Regions from separate parts of the Callithrix jacchus genome. Here region 2 is linked to region 1. The links are chromatin contacts, called in public Hi-C maps. All regions are on one chromosome and are shown on one strand. Each heading gives the region's core, a stretch centred on a gene start, on an enhancer-like site or on the middle of the called end of the contact. The rest is flanking DNA. Distances are from core to core; before and after follow the strand shown. Region 1 holds the start of LY6G5C (lymphocyte antigen 6 family member G5C). Region 2 holds the start of NELFE (negative elongation factor complex member E).

Region 1 (3,406 bases), core at 601-3,100:
CTGGGATTTCAGGCGTGAACCACCGCGACCGGCCAATTTATTTTGTTTTAAAAGCATTATCAATGTTGTTAGTTGAGACAGCTGTGGAGCGATCACTGCAGCCTCGACCTCCTAGGCTCAAGCGATCCTCCCACAGGCGCGCGCCACCATGCCTGGCTAATTATTTTCTACTTTTTTTTTTTGTAGAGATAGGGTCTCGCTAAATTTCCCAGGCTGGTCTCGAACTCCTGGGCTCAAAATATCTTCCCGCCTCGGCCTCCCAAAGTGATGGGATTACAGTTGTGAGCCACCGAGCTTCGCCCTAATACAGTTTTTAAATTCATTCATTCCAAGGTTCTCGGAGTGGATGAGGGGAGGGGGTGCGCTTAGTGGCGTGCGGTTTCCTCTCATATTTCTTCCTTCCTGCAGTATTTCTGGGCGGGCTTCTTCTGTTTCTTCCCATCTTCCCCCTTATCCTGAGACTGGATAATTCTTGCACAGGCTGGGAGGTAGCAGAGAAACCGAGTTCGAAGCCTCGACCCGAATCTTCAGACAGGAAATTGGAGCAGGTGGTGTAGTTCCTGGACGCTAAGGACCTCCCTCCTCCCCCCAACCCGTAGCCCAGCGACCCGAAAAGTAAAAACCATGAGTCTCCGAGTCAAGACTGACCTGGCAGGGTGGGGACCGAGTAGGCAAAGTTGGGGAGCCCAGGGGGTCCCCAGGGGAGGAAATGGGTGAGACGCCTGGGACCGCGGTCTCCAGAATTCGCCTGGGAGGGAGGGTGGCGCTAAGGCGCCGCCTGCCGGGGGAGCGGCGCCGGGCTCCGAGTGTCCGCTGGGGCCGGACGCTTGGGTCCCTATTCGAGGTTCACTCTTCCCAGGTTTCTTCCCCAGGGAACAGAGCTTGGGCAGGGGCCGCCCCCGCGTCCTACTGGAGTTCTGAGGTGCAGTCAAGCGGGAAGAGCGAACGCACAGCGCCAGATTCTGTGGGCGCCGGAGATCAGGCCCACTGAGCCACAGCTGAGCTTAGGCGAGGCAAGAACGAAGATGAGGTGGGGAAAGGCGCTGGGTTCCTGGAACCCCAAGGGGACACTGAACTGAGTACGTGTCGCTTGGGATCCAGGTGTCTTCATTTTGGGACGTCTGACAAGTGTCCCCAGGGTATGGGAAGTGGGACTGGGCACCGCATTTTTTTTTTTTTTTAAGACAAACCACGTTTCCTATCTTGGAAAATGGTGCCACTCACTTATGCAAGCCTACCCCTCGTTCAGTCCAAAAGCAAATCTGTCGTCTTCTAAATATATCTCAGGTTCATGAGCCTAGCCTCCTCGTCCCTGCCGGTCTTCTGCTGGACCAGTCCGCCATCTCGTGACCAGAGTCGGGAATAGCCCTACTTCCCGGCGGCCTCCACTCTCCCCGCAATGCAATGTGCAGCCATGGCAGTCTTTACACACAGAGATCAGATTAAGTTACTCCTCTGCCAGAATCTCTCTGGTCAGGGGTTTAACTGTCCAGGTGCTCCTGGCAGCACTCTGTCCTCCCCACATCATTGCTGGTTGACTTGTCTCCCCTGCTAGACTGTGCCCTATTAGGGTGGAAATTTTGTGCACGGTTGTATCCCAACACCTGATGCAGTGATTCAGTAAACATCTGTTCACTTAATAGGAAAGAAAGTTCCCCCTCTCATTCCCCTATTCCTGGGCTCCTGCCCTCAAGCAGGATGTTATGCACCAGAGTGGCCGTGGGTGAGGACATTCTGCTCCTCTGGCTGGCCTGGCACTGATTTCCACCCTGAGCTGGTGTTGTGTCTCTCCTTCCTCTTGGCCAACCACTCTTCCACCAATATAAGCCCACACTGGAGGCCAGCAGGCAGTCATGCATTTTATGGCAGGCCCTGCAAGGAGCCAGAGTCTGGGGCCTCTGTGCTTCCACAGCACCCCCCAAGCCCTGTACACTGTCTTCTTAATAGTGCTGGTCATGATGAGTTTGGCGTTTGGTAAGTGGCTCTAAGGGGTCAGAAGGGTCTCCTGGCCTACAGGATAGAGAAACCCACAGACATCGAGCGTCTGGGTCATCTGTCCAGGACGCTCAGGTAAACCCAGGCAGGAGGAGAGATGGGGATGGATGGGTTTGGTAAGGAATACCTGCTCATGGACTGATGTGCACTCTGAAGGAGAGTTCTTTCTTTCTTTTTTTTAGATTGAGTCTCACTCCATCTCCCAGGCTGGAGTGCAGTGGTGCAATCTCAGCTCACTGCAACCTCCACCTCCCAGGTTCAAGCGATTCTCATGCCTTAGCCTCCCGAGTAGCTAGGATTACAGGCACAAGCCACCACAACCAGCTAATTTTTGTATTTTTAGTAGAGATGGGGGTATCACCATGTTGACCAGGCTGGTCTGGATCCCCTGACCTCAGGTGATCTGCCCACCTCGGCCTCCCAAAGTTCTGGGATTATAGGTGTGAGCCACTGCACCCAGCCTCTGAAGGAGATTTCTAGTGATCACCCCAGGGCTGTCTCACTCCACAGCAGTGACCTGAATAGAGATACTGAAGAAATACTCTTCAGATCTGAGAGCAACACAGAATAGGGAGGGTTAGGGAGTGTGCTGGATGACAGAATCAGAATCCACAGGATAGAACAAGACAGTCCAGCCTGCTGGCCTCCCCACTTGCAAAGCACCATCCACAGAGACAAGGGATTCAAAGCATTTGTTTAGCACTTAATTCTGCCTCACACCAAGTGCTCTGCTGGGTCTGGGGACTGGTTAACGTGTGCTCTGGGCTTAGGACCACAGGAAAGAGGGGATGTATATACTTGCAGATGGGGAAGGACGCAGAGAATTGGGGCTTTGGTGGTTTTCTGAGATAGGAAGGGAAGGAACAGTGGGGTTGAGTGGCCTGGAATCAGGCAGTGGTGGGGTGTGAGGGAGAATGGGGTGTCAGTGGGGTCAGCACTTCTCTGTATTCTAGGTAAGTTTGTTCCTATCAATTGGGAACCCCCTCAACCACTTCCATTCCCCAAATACCTGCGCTGCTACCGATGCCTCTTGGAGACCAAGGAGCTAGGGTGCCTTCTGGGATCTGACATCTGCCTCACCCCGGCTGGCAGCAGCTGCACCACTCTCCACATAAAGAACGGTAAGTGGCCTTCTGCTGTGGGCCCGGCACTCTCCAAACTGAAATTCTCTCAGCCTCCTAAACTGTACCCCAAGATCCCATGACACTGCTCCAACAACCCTGTCTGTCCTTTTTTTTTCTGAGACAGTATCTGGGTCTGTTGCTCAGGCTGTAGTGCAATGGCACAATCTTGGCTCACTACAACCTCCTTACTATGTTCACCTCCCCAGTTCAAGCAATTCTCATGCCTCAGCCTCACAAGCAGCTGGGATTACAGGTGTGCATCACCACGAACTGGCTAATTTTTTGTA
Region 2 (3,406 bases), core at 248-2,747, 290 kb before region 1:
GAAGAGACAAGGAGGTTGTGGCCGACAGATTTGTGTTCTCCAGCAAGACCTGAGGCAAGACATCAGAGCCCCAATGAGGCTGAGCTTGTTTGTCTCTGACCACCTCCCCTTCTCCCCAGCTCTGTTTCTCATGACCCCGACCTCCTACCTCTTTGTAACCCAGTATCTGGCCTGTGGTTGGGTGTCTTTGGGCCTGTAGGTCGGATGCGACTGGGGCTCCCAGGACAGCCAGAAGAGACCAGGGATCCGTCTTCCTCTGCCATTTTCTGGAGAGAATAAAAGTAACTTTTGGGTCTTCTTTCTTCCTCTGTCGCAGCTTCCTTCAGGGACCCATCACCCTGGTCAAAGCCCCTCCAGACTCCTCACCGGGCTGAGTGCTCCACACCATGCAGAGGCAGCCAGGCTGGGGATGACAGAAACAACTGTTCTGCTTCTTGCTGCAAATCTGGGGCACAAGGAGGGAGGCCATGGGGAAGCTGAAACGAGAAAGACCAGAAGCATTAGGTAAGGAAAGAGGGTAAAATGCAGACATAAGAGGTGACAGGATTTGTGTTTAGATCAGAAATGACAGATATGTCAAACAGACTAGGACAATCAGGCTTGTCCAAAAACTACCTGCTACTGAATGACCTGGGGCAGATTTTGGATTTCAGAAACATGGAGGCTGGACCTAGGAATCTGCATTTTTAAAAAGCTTCCCTGCCAATCATGAAGCACACTGAAATCTGAGACTCACTGATTTTGGAAAAAGTGGTCCCAGACCTAAGGATGAAGAGTTGGAGGCTCAAAGCCTAGCATCTCAGTCACCAAGTGCCCTGGTGCTTGGAGACAGAAGGGAGCTCCACGGAGAAGTGTCACGTTTGAAAGACCCCAGCCCTCTCTGCTCTGTTCTCACATGGACTGTAACCCACTGCAGGCACACTGGGCTGGAATCTGTCCAGCACCAGTTCAGGCTTGGATGGATAGGCGTACAGGAACAGATGAACAAGATCCTACTGAGAGGAGGGTGAAGGAGTTTTAGACTCAATACGGGTCAAAGATAAGGGTCAAAAGTCACTCACGGTGCTCTCTGGAGCTCCAGGCAAGTTCAGCAGCTCCCAGCGCCCGGTGCATCCGAGCTCCACGGCCCGAAGAGGTAGGTCCAGCGGATCTGGAGGAGGTAGTACTACGGGAGATGGGTGAAAAGTCAGGGGTCAAAGGTTATTTCATGTCTGCTACTCCGTACCATTTCACTCCCCTCCCCCTCACCGAGTCGCTCGGTGTCCATCATCCTGGAGCCACAGTAGCCGGACAGCCCGGAAGTGCTGCATGTAGTCGCTGCAAAGTAAGCCCCGCCCCGGAACGGGCGGAAGTAAAGGCAACTTCCGGCACGGCCCCACAGAGAGTGTGAACTATCGCCGCGGAGGGCCGGACTTGGACCGGTGGAAGGCCGGGCGGAAGTGCGCGCTGGGGCCGCCCTGGTTACCGCGTTTTCCGCCCCTCGCTACGTCATCGCTGTGAGCCCGCTATCAACGGCCAGTGCGGGCGCGGCCAGAGACCCTGGGGCCCTGGTTGCCGCCCCCTCAGGTAAGGCCCTTTACGCCTCACTCTTCTCCCCTTTTTTCATAGCCCCTTCTCTCTTCTAACCCCCTTGAGTTGCTCTAAGGGAGCTACGCTGGTTTCACCGCCTTCTCTGCCGTTCGAACCCCGCGGTTGGCCTTAACCCAGCGAGGGTAGGGGTGTCGGGTACCGTAGTCTTGCCGACGGAGTGGGTGTTCGTCCCTCCCTGGGCCACGTGGTACCTCGAGGTGCTGGTGTCTGTGATCCCTGGAGACAGGAAGGATTGCTGGATGATCCCGATGAGCGGGAACTTGGACAGCAGCCTGGTTTAAGCCAGGGGTAGGGAATGCCAAAGGCAGGAGTATGCAGTCCTGAAGGGATGGGGTTGGGTACAGTGTGGAAGTCGGGTGAATCCTGAGTGGTAACAGTGGAGAGAGATGTCTTGGGCCCTGCCCCTGAACCAGGAGCCACCATGTTGGTGATACCCCCCGGACTGAGCGAGGAAGAGGAGGCTCTCCAGAAGAAATTCAACAAACTCAAGAAAAAGGTGAGGGACTGTGTGTGGACATGGCCTAACTTCCACAGACTCTGCACTCTGAGAAGACCTGGGGTGAGTGTGAGCGAATGGGGAAGTTCTTCTGGCCCACACCTGAAGACATATCACCTCACAGTGTAGCTTCAAGAGGTGGCTTTCCCAAGCCTTGGTGTGGACCTTCTGTCTTTCTATGCAGTCTGCCATGGGGTTGTCTTCCTTTCCCATGGGTTTTAATACCACCTAAAAGCTGATGATCCCCAAGTTCGGTGTTTCCAGTTCTGTCCAGTGTCATACTGAAAAACTTCAGATACCCGAAGTTGAAACTATCACTTTCTATTCTTGATCTTCCAAATAAGACTGACTACACCAATTCTGCCATGTGTTTGGACTCAAAATCTCATAGTTGACTTCTCCACTATTTGCATAGCCAGACATTTGCCAAGTCTTTTTTTTTTTTTTTTTCGTGTTTATTCTTTATTGTGTATTCCCCTGAGCAGGGCTTTATTGACACTCATGTGGGCCGTTGTAATGGTCTCTCAACAAATTTCTTAGTCTTTTTTTTTTTGAACAGACTTCTTCACTCCTGCTCAAATAATCCATTGAAAACAGAAAATTCTGCTTCCTCTGTTTCTCGAAACTCATAGATGGCTTCACATTGTCTATATGACAAAGCCCCAAACCTTAGTTTGGCAGCCCTGTCTAGTAAAGTAGATCTCTTCACTACCCCCAAAACATACATTCCCAACGCCTTCTTTTCTCTGCATCTTTGCCACCCTGTTTTCTTTTTTAAAAATACCCTTCTCTTCTCCGTGTCGTGCAGAGGTGTTGGGGGAGGGCCTAGTTTAATGGCCATTAAACATCAGAAAATCTTACTAGCTTTCCGCTATGAGTGTTCTAGACCCCTTATATTTGTATTGTTAATTCACTCAATTTATTTTATTTCTCAGACTGTAAGCTTTTTGAGGGTAAGAACCATGTATTAGCCTCCTGGATGTCCCTGTTACAAAGTCATGGCTGGGCCTCATTAAATATTTAGAAAATAGATTGTTGAAGCCTCCAAGAAAGGCACATAGACTTACACTTACTTGCAGCATATATCCTAGGATTCTGGTCCATGATTGAATTCTTTGTCTTCAACTTCAAAAATATAACATGCTCTGCAGTGAGCTGAGATCATGCCACTGCACTCCAGCTCTGTCTCAAAAAAAAAAATAATAACACTCTGGAAAACTTCTGGATTCCATGGTTTGGTTATATTAGGAATTTCTAGCATCATACATGATGTAGGGTACCGGAGGCAAGAGTCAGGGCACATTAATGCATCACTCTGAG

Evidence for each region. A called contact is a pair of places that touch in the nucleus more often than the background predicts.
Region 2: a Hi-C map of skeletal muscle shows a contact between it and region 1, with 5 times the contacts expected there. The contact joins the promoter of NELFE here to the promoter of LY6G5C in region 1. A contact is called at or near these places in 2 of 3 Hi-C or Micro-C datasets (both in skeletal muscle).

The regions. Positions count from the first base shown.
Region 1 is chr4:39,184,757-39,188,162 of calJac240_pri, reverse strand. LY6G5C (lymphocyte antigen 6 family member G5C) reads left to right here and starts at 1,850. Exons shown (of 3, transcript XM_035295250.3): 1 at 1,850-1,974; 2 at 2,949-3,116. The coding sequence starts at 1,854.
Region 2 is chr4:39,476,520-39,479,925 of calJac240_pri, reverse strand. It overlaps NELFE (negative elongation factor complex member E), which reads left to right and starts at 1,497. Exons shown (of 11, transcript XM_078368849.1): 1 at 1,497-1,566; 2 at 1,935-2,086. The coding sequence starts at 2,012. It overlaps SKIC2 (SKI2 subunit of superkiller complex), which reads right to left and starts at 1,321. Exons shown (of 27, transcript XM_008994189.4): 1 at 1,249-1,321; 2 at 1,062-1,165; 3 at 367-476; 4 at 149-266; 5 at 1-49. The coding sequence starts at 1,270.